2 separate regions of the Mus musculus genome follow, and region 1 is linked to region 2. The links are chromatin contacts, called in public capture Hi-C maps. All regions are on one chromosome and are shown on one strand. The core of a region is the stretch at or near the end of the contact, and the rest is flanking DNA. Distances in the headings are between cores, read along the strand shown. Region 1 has its middle 6.0 kb from the start of Gm22425. Region 2 has its middle 33 kb from the start of Gm38825.

Region 1 (5,675 bases), core at 2,543-5,042, 570 kb after region 2:
TATAAGAGAGTGAAGATTCCCAACTTAAAGGGCCAATAAATATCTTCAATAAAATTATAGAAGAAAACTTTCCTAACCTAAAGAAAGAAATTCCCATAGACATATAAGAAGCCTGCAGAACTCCAAATAGATTGAACCAGAAAAGAAATCCCCCCATCATATAATAGTCAAAACATCAAATGCACAAAACAAAGAAAGAATATTAAAAGCAGTAAAGAAAAAGAGTCAAGTAACATAAAAAGGCTAAGATATCAGAATTACACCAGACTTGTCACCAGAGACTATGAAAGCTATAAGATCCTTGACAAATGTCATACAGACTGTAAGAGAATACAAGTGCCACGCAGGTGACTATACCAAAAAACAAAAAACAAAACAAAACAAACAAACAAACAAAAAACCCTCTCTGTTACCAAAGACAGAGAAACCAAGATACTCCATAACAAACCAAATTTACACAATATCTTTCTACAAATCAAGCCCTACAAAGGATAACAGATGAAAAACTCCAGCACAAGGAGGGAAACTACACCCTAGAAAAAGCAAGAAAGTAATCTTCATTCAACAAACCAATAAGAAGATAGACACACAAATATAAATCCACATCTAACAATAAAACTAACAGGTAGCAACAATCACTATTCCTTAATATCTTTTAACATCATGGACTTAATTCACCAATAAAAAGACATAGACTTACAGACTGGATATGTAAACAGGACCCAGCATTTTGATGCATACAGCAAATGCACCTCAAGGCAAAGACAGAAAATACCTAGGAGTAAAAGGTTAAACAAAAAAATTCCAAATAAATGGTCCCAATAAACAAGCTGGAGTAACCATTCCAATATCAAACAAAATAGACTTTTAACCAAAATTTATCATAAAATACAGGAAAGACACTTCATACTCATCAAAGGAAAAATCTACCAAGACGAACTCTCAATTCTGAACATCTATGTTCCAAATGCAAGGGTACCCGCATTCATAAAAGAAACTTTACTAAAGCCCAAAGCACACACTACACCTCATACAGTGGGAGAATTCAACACCCCACTCTCAGCAATTGACAAATTATGGAAACAGGAACTAAGCAGAGACACTGTGAAACAAACAGAATTTATGAAACAAATGAAATTAACAGATATTTGTATCATTTCTTCTTTAAGCAAAAGAATATACCTTCTTCTTAGCACCTCATGGTACCTTCTCCAAAACTGACCATATAATTGGTCATAAAACAGGCTTCAACAGATATCAGAAGATTGAAATAATGCCATGCACCCTATCAGATCACCACAGACTAGGGCTGGTCTTCAATAACAACAAAAATAATAGAAAGCCCACATACACCTGGAAGCTGAGAAATGCTCTACTCGATGATAACTTATTCAAGGAAGAAATAAAAAAAGAAATTAGACTTTTATTTTTAGAATTTAATGAAAATGAAGGTATATCATACCCAAACTATGGGTCACAATGAAAGCAGCACTAAGAGGAAACCCCATAGCTCTGAGTTCCTCTAAAAAGAAACTGGAGAGAGCACACACTAGCAGCTTGACAGCACACCTGAGAGCTGTAGAACAAAAAGAAGCAAATTCACCCAAGAGGAATAGATGGCAGGAAATAATCAAACTCAAGGCTGAAATGAACCAAGTAGAAAGAAAAGAACTATACAAAGAATCAACCAAACCAGTAGCTGTTTTTTTGTTTTGTTTTGTTTTGTTTTGTTTTTGAGAAAATCAACAAGATAGATAAGCCCTTAACCAGACTAACAAGATGACATACAGTATCCAAATTAACAAAATCAAAAATGAAAAGGGAAATATAACAAAAGAAACTGTCAAGAATCAAAAACTTATCAGATTCTACTACAAAAGCCTTACTAAACGAAACTAGAAAACCTGGACGAAATGGACAATTTTGTAGACTCATGCCAGGTGCCAAAGTTAAATCAGGATCAGATAAACAATCTAAATAGTCCCATAACCTCTAAAGAAATACAAGTCATCTTTAAAAGTCTTCCAACAAAAAAAGCCCAGGACCAGATGGTTTTAAGTGCAGAATTCTGAGTTCTTCAAAGACCTAATACCAATAGTCTTCAAACTATTTCACAAAATAGAAACAGAAAGACCACCACCCAATTTGTTCTATGAATCCACAATTAATGCTGATACCAAAACAACACAAAGACCCAACAAAGAAAGAGAACTTCAGACCAATTTCTTTTATTAGTATCAATGCAAGGATACTCAATTAAGTTCTTACAAACCGAATCCAAGAACACATCAAAAAAATCATTCACCACAATCAAGTATGGTTCAACCCAGGAATACAGGTATGCTTAAATATACAGAATTCCATTAATGTAATCCACTACATAAACAAACTCTAAGGAAAAAAATACACATGATCATCTCATTAGATGCTCAGAAAGCACTTGTCAAAATTCAACACCCCTTCATGGTAAACGTCTTGGAAGGATCAGGAACTCAAGGCCCATACCTAAACATAGTAAATGCAATATACAGCAAACCAGTAGCCAACATCAAAGAAAGTAGAGAGAAACTTGAAGCAATTCCACTAAAATCAGGGACGAAATAAGTCTGCCCACTCACTCCCTGTCTATTCAATATAGCAATTGAAGTTCTAGCCAGAACAATTAGACAACAAATGGAGGTCAAAGGGATACAAATCGGAAAGAAAGAATTCAAAATAACACTATTTGCAGATGATATGATAGTATACATAAGTGACCCCAAACTTGAGCAAAGTGGCTGGATATAAAATTAACTCAAACAAATCAGTAGCCTTCATATATACAAAGGATAAAGGGGCTGAGAAAGAAATTAGGGAAACTACACCCTTCATAATAGTCACAAACAATATAAAATATGTTGGTGTGACTCTAACCCAACAAGCGAAAGATCTGTATGACAAGAACTTCAAGCTTCTGAAGAAAGAAATCAAAGAAGACCTTAGAAAATGGAAAGATCTCCCATGCTCATGGATTGGCAAGATTAATATATTAAAAATGGTTGTATTGCTGAAAGCAATCTACAGATTCAACGAAAACCCCATCAAAATTCCGACACAATTCTTCAGAGAGGTAGAAAGAGAAATTCTCCAAATTATCCGGAATAACAAAAAACCTAGATTAGTGACAATTCTCAACAACAAGAGAACTTCTGGTGGAATCACCTTCCTTGAACTCAAGCTGTATTACAGAGCAGTGATTTTTTTTAAAAAAGCATGGCATTAATACATAGATAGAAAGGTAGATCAGTGCAATAGAATTGAAGACCCAGAAATAAATGCACACTTCAATGTGATCTGATCCAACTCAATTCTTTATAGAGTTAGAAAGAGCAATTCTAAAATTCATTTGTGTAGTTTCCCACAAGCCTGAAGCAGGCTGAACCAGACCTTGACTTTGTTGCTACTAAGGAGATTAATTAGGGTGGAGCCTGCCTCTCTGGATCACTCTATTGTTCAGCCACTGCCGCTGCTACTACCTCCTGGGAGTCGGCCTACCTACATTGATCCTACACTTGGTCACCTGCAGCAAGGCTCCAAGGATGATTTGGCGGGAATGGGCTTTCCCCTCTCCTTTATAAAGCGTGTCCGCCATTAAAATTTTGAACCTTGAGCAGACTAGTTGTCTTGGTTCCATTTTTTCTCATCCCCCCTAGATTCCCTCTTCTCTTCCAGTTTCAAGATGCCTTCCAGGCTCCAAACCAGACATGAGCGCTGCAGGCTGGCCCCAACACATTTTGAATAACAAAAACCCAGGATAGTGAAAACTATTCTCAACAATAAAAGAACATCTTAGGGAATCAACATTTCTGACCTCAAGCTGTACTACAGAGCAGTTGTGATAAAATCGGCATGGTGACAGGCAGGTAGATCAATGGAATAGAACTGAAAACTCAGAAATGAACCCACACACCTGTGTTCACTTGATCATCCAGTGGAAAAAAGACAGCATTTTCAACAAATGGTGCTGGTTCAACTGAAGGTCAGCAAGTAGAAGAATGCAAATTGATCCATTCTTATGTCTCTGTATTAAGTTCAAGTCTAAGTGGATCAATTACCTCTATATAAAACTATTTACAATGAATCAAATAGAAGAGAACATGTGGAAAATCCTAGAACACATGAGCAGAGGTGAAACACTCCTCTGTTGCTGGTAGGATTGCAAGCTGGTACAACCACTCTGGAAGTCAGGCTGGCAGTTCCTCAGAAAATTGAACATAGTACTACATGAGGACCCAGCTATACCACTCCTGGGTATATACCCAAAAGATACTCCAACATATAACAAGGACATATGCCCCACCATGCTCATAGCTGCCATATTTATAATAACCAGAAGCTGGAAACAACCCAGATGTCCCTCAGCAGAGAAATAGATACCGAAAATGTGGTACATTTACACAATTGAAATCTACTTAGCTATTAAAATGACTTCATAAAATTCACAGGCAAATCAATGCATCTAGAAAATATCATTCTGAGTGAGATTACTCAGTCATAAATCATAAGACCACACATGGTATGTACTCACCGATAAGTGAATATTTGGCAAAGTGTGTGGAATAACCACAATACAACTCATGGAGCACATGAAACTCAAGCAGAAGGAAGACCAAAGTGTGGATGCTTCAGTACTAGTTAAAAGGGGGAACAGAATAATTAAGTGAAGTAAAGGGGGGAGGGACTTGGGAGGAAGAGAAGAGGGGGAGAATTAAAAGAAGGTAATAATCAAGTATGGGGTGAGAAGGAGGAGATGTAAAGAGGGTCAGAAAATTGAACAGAGATGTATAGCGATGGGGGATGGGGAGCTGGATGTAGCCACCAGAAAGTCCCAGATGCTGGGAAAGCAAGAGCCTCTCAGGACCCCACAAGGATGACATTTGCTGAAATACCCCACAAATGGGAGGGAGAACCTGTCTAGACCATATCCACAGGTTAGGCATGGCCCCTTGGTTGAGGGGTGGGTCTACCCACCCATCTCCTAAATTTTAACCCAGTGTTGCTCCTGTCTAAAGGAAATACAGGGGCAAAGAATGGATCAGAGACTGAAGGAAAAGCCATCCAGAGACTGCCCCACCAGGGTATCCATCTCACATGCAGACACTAAGCCCAGACACTATTGCAGATGCCAAGAAATGCTTGCTGATAGGAGCCTGATACAGTTGTCTCCTGAGAGGCTCTGCCAGATCCTGACCAATACAGATGTGGTGGTACACAGCCAGACATTGGACTGAGTGTGGGACCCCTATGAGGGAAGTTAGGGAAAGGACAGTAGGAGCTGAAGGATTTTGCATACTCATAGGAAGAACAACATCAACCAACCAGACCCACCAACGCTCCCAGGGACTAAATCACCAACCAAAGAGTACACAGGGGATACCCACAGCTCCAGCTAGATATGTAGTAGAGGACTGCCTCATTTGGTATCACTAGGAGTAGAGCCTCTTGGTCTAGTGGAGGCTTGATTACCCAGAATAGGCAGACACTAGGCTGATTAGACAGCTTGGAATGGCAGGTGGAAGAGCACTCTCATAGAGGCAGGGAGAGGCAGGAAGGAATAGGGGGCTTGTAGAGGAGAAACTGGGAAAGGGGACAACATTTGAGAGTAAATAAATAAAATGAGCAATAAAAATTTTTAA
Region 2 (5,363 bases), core at 1,779-4,278:
CCAGCACTCTGGAGGGACAGGCAGGCAGATCTCTGAGTTTGGGGCCAGCCTACTCTGCAGAGCAAGTTTTAGAAAGAAACCGTTTTGTAAGCCAAGTTTAAGCAGAGAAAGAAACTGTTGAAAACAGAAAGCTGGTGAAGATGTAATTGAACAAGGAGAGGCATGCTCCAGCCGCAACAAACAGAAGTACTTGGCAGTTTCAGCCACATGGTTCTGGTTTTAGTCAAGGATAGAAGAGAGGGATTATGCGATCTTCCTCCTCCATTAGGGAAGCTGCTGAGGCTAGGTCAGGGGTGTCTGTGCTTGGAGGCCTAGAGAGGCCATTGTGTGAAGCTGTGAAGGTGAAACTTAAATTGTCTTAGAGACCCCAAGATGTTGGAGATGCCAGAGTGATGGGATACCTGCCAAGGAGAGCTCCTAACAGGAGTGGAACCAGCCTGAGAAGGAGAAGTATGCTATTGTCAACAAAGCTGAAAGGAGTCGGAAATCTGAAGAGCACTTTGACATCGTATGTGGAGATGCAGAGTTTGGAGTTTGCCCAGCTGGTTTTTGGTCTCGCTTTGGAATAGTATTTCCTCACCAGGTTCCCTTTCCTCCGATTTAGAATGGCAATAAATATCCTGTGCCTGTATATGTTGAAAGTATGAGATCTGCCTATTAATTTTTGTTTTGTGGAAAATTAGAGTTAAGAGATTGCATGAATTTCAGAATATATCTAGGAATTTGAACTAATTTTAAACAGGATTGAGATAAGGGTGTTTGAAGTTGGAATAAATACAATTTTACATTATGATATGGCATGAGCCTATGGGGACCAAGGAGTGGAATGTAGTGGTTTGAATAAAGATGGCCCTGATAGACCCATAGTGAGCAGCACTATTTAGAGGTGTGGTCTTGTTGGAGTAGGTGTGGCTTTGTTGGAGGAGGTGCATCACTGTGGTGAGCTTTGAGATCTCAGAAACAAACCTGTTCACTTCTTGTTGCCTGCAGAACGGGATATAGTACTCTCAGCTCCTTCTCCAGCACCATGTCTGCCTGCACACTGCTATGCTTTTTGCCATGATGATAATGGACTAATCCTCTGAAACTATAGACCAGCACCAATTAAATGTTTTCCTTTATAAGAGTTGCTGGGTTTTTTGTTTGTTTGTTTGGTTGGTTTTTGGTTTTTCGAGACAGGGTTTCTCTGTGTACTTTGGCTGTCCTAGAACTCACTCTGTAGACCAGGCTGGCCTCGAACTCAGAAATCTGCTTGCCTCTGCCTCCCGAGTGCTGGGATTAAAGGCGTGTGCCATTACCACCCGGCAAGAGTTGCTGTTTTATTAGGGTTTTATTGCTGTGAAGAGATACCATAACCATGGCAAGTTTTATAACGAAAAATATTTAATTGGGGGTTGGTTTATAGTTTCAGAGGTTTAGTCCATTATTTTCATGGCAGGGAACATGGCACCACACATGATGCTGGAGAAGTGAGAGTTTTACATGTTGATCTGCAAGCAGCAAGGAAATACTGTGTACCACACTGGGTGTAGTTTGAACATAGGAGACCTCAAAGCCTCACCTCCACAGCAACACATTTCCTCCAACAAGGCCACACCCACTCCAACAAGGTCACATCTCCTAATAGCACAACTCCCTATGGGCCAAGCATTCAAACCCTTGAATCTATGGGGCTATACCTATTCAAACTACCACAGTTATCATGGTAATGGTGTTTTTTCCACAGCAATAAACCCTAAGACAGAAGTTGGTACCAGGTATTGGGGTATTGCTGCAATAGGCCTGTCCTTGCTTTCATTTGAAGGAATGTGGATGTTGGTGCACTGAGTTAGAAAAGCAGCTGAATGCTTTCTTTAAGCACAGCTTAACAGGCCATACCAGTAGAAGCATGGAAGCCTGAGGGTGATTTGAACTGGGGGCCTGGCTCAAAAAGTTCAGAGAAGAATTTTAGTATGTTGCCTAAAGATCATTCTTGTGATGTTTTGATGAGGAATATCTGCTTTTTTTTTTTTTTTTTTTTTTTTTGCCTTTGTCTGCCTGAGGCTCAGGTGAGAAGATTTAGATTAATTTTGCATCGGCAAAGGAAATCTCAAAATGGTCTAGTACAGACTTTGTCCTGTGCTTCACTCTTATGAAGAGTATTTAGATGAAACAGAGCAAGCTGAGCAAGGAAAAATACAAAATGTATGGTTCAAGGATGAAAGTGGCACCAGGAGGTAGAATGAAACTAAATCCTGTGTTCAAGGAGATAAACAGATTAAAGACATTAAGTAGAATTAAGGGAGAGGTGACTTCAGGACTCTATCCCACCCAGCTAAGCATTCAATTTGTGGAAAGGAATTAAAGAAAAGCTTAGGTCTAAGCATGGGTGGTATACACCTTTAATCCCAGAACTATGGAGACAGAGGCAAGCAGATCTCTGAGTTCAAAGCCAACCTGACCTACAGAGCAAACTCTGTGACTGCCAATGTTAAGCAGAGACGGAAACCATCAAAACTGAAAGCTGGTGAAGATGTAATTGAATGATGGGGTCATGTTTCAGCCCCAGCAAGCAACAGAACTTGGTAGCTTCAGTCACATGGTTCTGGCTTTAGAATCAAGGAGAGAAGAAAGGGATTATGAAATTTTCTTCTGTAACTACGGAAAGCTGCTGCAACTAGGGATGTGTCTGCAGACTACAGTTAAGAGATTATGTGAATCTCAGAAGAGACTTTAAACTCTGGACTTTTAAACATTGTTGAGTCTATGACAGACTATGGGGATTTTTAAAGTTGGACTAAATGCATTTTGCATTATGTTATGGCTACAAGCGTACGGGGACTAGGGAGTGGAGTGTGTTAGTTTGAATGGGCATGTCCCCATAGATTCATATGTTTAAATGTGAGGAGCTGGTGTGGCCGCGGCCCCAAGATGGCGCCCAGGACTGCTGCCAAGTCTTATGACTGTCACCTGACTTCCTCATATCTCAAGATAGCCACGTACCTTGAGCTGCATTGCACAGATGCACCACGACATAAGATCGGATGATGTGACGAATGCAGTCCTGAGCCAATGAACTGTGCCTATGTGGACTGGGGTGAGGGGGAGTGGACTGGAGGGGATAAAGGGGAATGGCCGAGAGAGGTCGGGGCATTCTTTTTCCTGCACATTGTGAAGTTTCTGAATAAACTGCCTTGAGAAGGACGTCGGTTTCGTCGCTTCTTTTCTGCTGGTCGGAGACGGTAGCGACATTTGAATGCTTGGTCATAGAGAATGACACTGTTAGGAGGTGTGGCCTTACTGAAGGAAGTGTGTCACTGTGAAGGCAGGCTTTGAGGTTATATGTGCTCAAGCTAATTCCAGTATAAGATACAATCTCCTTCTGATGTCTTCTGATCAAGATGTAAAACTATCAGCTCCTTCTTCAGGACCATGCCTGCCTTCTCTCTGCCATGTTTCCTGCCATGACAGTAATGGACTACATCTCAGAAGCTGTAAGCCACCCCTAATTAAATGTTGTCCTTTATAAGAGTTGCCTTGATCGTAAAAGTTGCCTTGATCATGGTGTCTTTTCACAGCAATAAAATCCTAAAACAGACAGATAGATATTTAAAAGTGTATGAGATGTCTTATCTAATGTAATCCAGTCTGATCTCTGAAACAAGCTAGCATCCCTAAGTTCTATGTCTGTTCAGCACACAGACCACATGCTGCAGACACAGAGGTCAACCTTCAACCAGATAGGAATTCACAATAAGGATCTGCAAGCCAGGAAGTGTGGTGCATGCCTTTAATCCCAGCACTGGGAGGTGGATCTCTGTCAGTTTGAGGCCAGCCTGATCTATAGAGTGAATTCTAGGATAGCCAGGGCTACACAAGGAAACCCTGTGGGGAAGGGGAGGGGCTGATCTGATTTTCTACACAAGTAACTTATCAGCTTGCTTAAAGACAATCTAAATGAATTTTCCCCATTCCATGTTTCTTTGGTTTTTCCATTTTCCCTCTTTTCCCCCAAGGATAAGAACATGGCAGCAGTGGGTTCGCTCAACTGACTACTACATGGTTATGCTAGTGTTTTATTAATTCAAAAGCACTTTACAAGAAAATACAAATATGGCTTCTAATAGGAATGCTATACCTGGACTTGATACCAAGTTCACAGATTTGTGTGCAAGAGAAAACAGGCTTTTAAGTTAAACAACAATTTGCAACCAAAACTTTAACCCAAGGATTCTCACAAACATATTTCAAATGACAGTATGAAAATAAATCTTGCACGGTAACTCAAAAGTTCAACTCTACAATGTACAGCAGCTCCTCAACCAGGAGGGAACCGCTTTGAAAACCTTCTGGGTGCCGTTCCTACCCTTTCCCTGTTGCCTTGTGTTCACAGCAGCCTCTAAAGACTGCTTATCAATTCATCCACAGGACCACACCGTGTCTCAGCTACTAGAGGAACTACAGCTTTAGTCAAACTCCGCCAGAGGTTTCTATATCATCAGTACATCACACTTTAACTGGGCAGAGTCTGGGTTTATTTCAGAAAAACTAAAGTTCAAAGCAAATTCAATCTTGCTCAAGGGAACATCGTAAAGTAACAATTCTTGCTATCGTATGTCTCATATAATCCATTCGAAACTATAATCATATTGTTTTGCGTGTCACTTTTCTGAAAGACAAAACAAATTTGAACAACTAGAACATCTTTAAAATGTACCAAGCTTATCTCAAAACTTTAATTTCTTATACATACTCCTGTCAATGAAAGTACTTCTTGTACACCACTTCCTTTGCAAACTGGTCTTTTATTTCTTTCATTTGACCTAAATCAGCTATGAGACCTTGAGAAGGATCCAGAGATGGCTTGTGATTTCTCTTACTAGATGGAGACCTGTCTCTTTTATCTCTAGAAAGTGACCTGCTGGGGGCTGGTGAGATGGCTCAGTGGTTAAGAGCGCCGACTGCTCTTCCAAAGGTCCTGAGTTCAAATCCCAGCAACCACATGGTGGCTCACAACCATCCGAAACAAAATCTGATGCCCTCTTCTGGAGTGTCTGAGGACAGCTACAGTGTACTTACATATAATAAGTAAATAAACCTTAAAAAAAAAAAAAAAGAAAGAAAAAAGAAAGTGACCTGCTCTGGCTTTGGTAGAACCTTCTCCTTCTTGGAGATCTGTGCTCAGGTGGAGTCATCCTCCTGCGGTGATCACATCAAGGGCAGCAACGCCAAGAGAGAGGCGGGCCATAATTTCCACTTCCCTTTTCAGCAGCAGCAGCATCTCAAATTTGAGGGATCTTCAAATTCAATGAAGGCAAAGCCAGGAGGGTTTTGAGCAGTCCACACACTTCAGAGTGGTCCATAATACCCAAAAGCCTGGTATA

The links. Capture Hi-C pulls out chosen DNA fragments and counts their contacts.
Region 1: a capture Hi-C map of embryonic stem cells shows a contact between it and region 2, with 2.3 times the contacts expected there. The contact joins two enhancer-like sites. A contact is called at or near these places in 1 of 39 promoter capture datasets (pre-B cells), 1 of 115 datasets of contacts at active chromatin or transcription factors (embryonic stem cells) and 1 of 9 other capture datasets (embryonic stem cells).

What each region holds. Positions count from the first base shown.
Region 1 is chr6:67,783,774-67,789,448 of GRCm38.p6, forward strand. It overlaps Igk. Among named protein-coding and RNA genes, the nearest start is that of Gm22425, 6.0 kb to the right of the region's middle. Within about 2 kb of position 3,793, at least 3 of the 459 cell types and tissues checked have an H3K27ac peak or open chromatin away from gene starts, as enhancers often do. A contact at or near this core is called in embryonic stem cells, where this site is marked.
Region 2 is chr6:67,217,118-67,222,480 of GRCm38.p6, forward strand. No RefSeq gene overlaps it. Among named protein-coding and RNA genes, the nearest start is that of Gm38825, 33 kb to the left of the region's middle. Within about 2 kb of position 3,029, at least 8 of the 459 cell types and tissues checked have an H3K27ac peak or open chromatin away from gene starts, as enhancers often do. A contact at or near this core is called in embryonic stem cells, where this site is marked.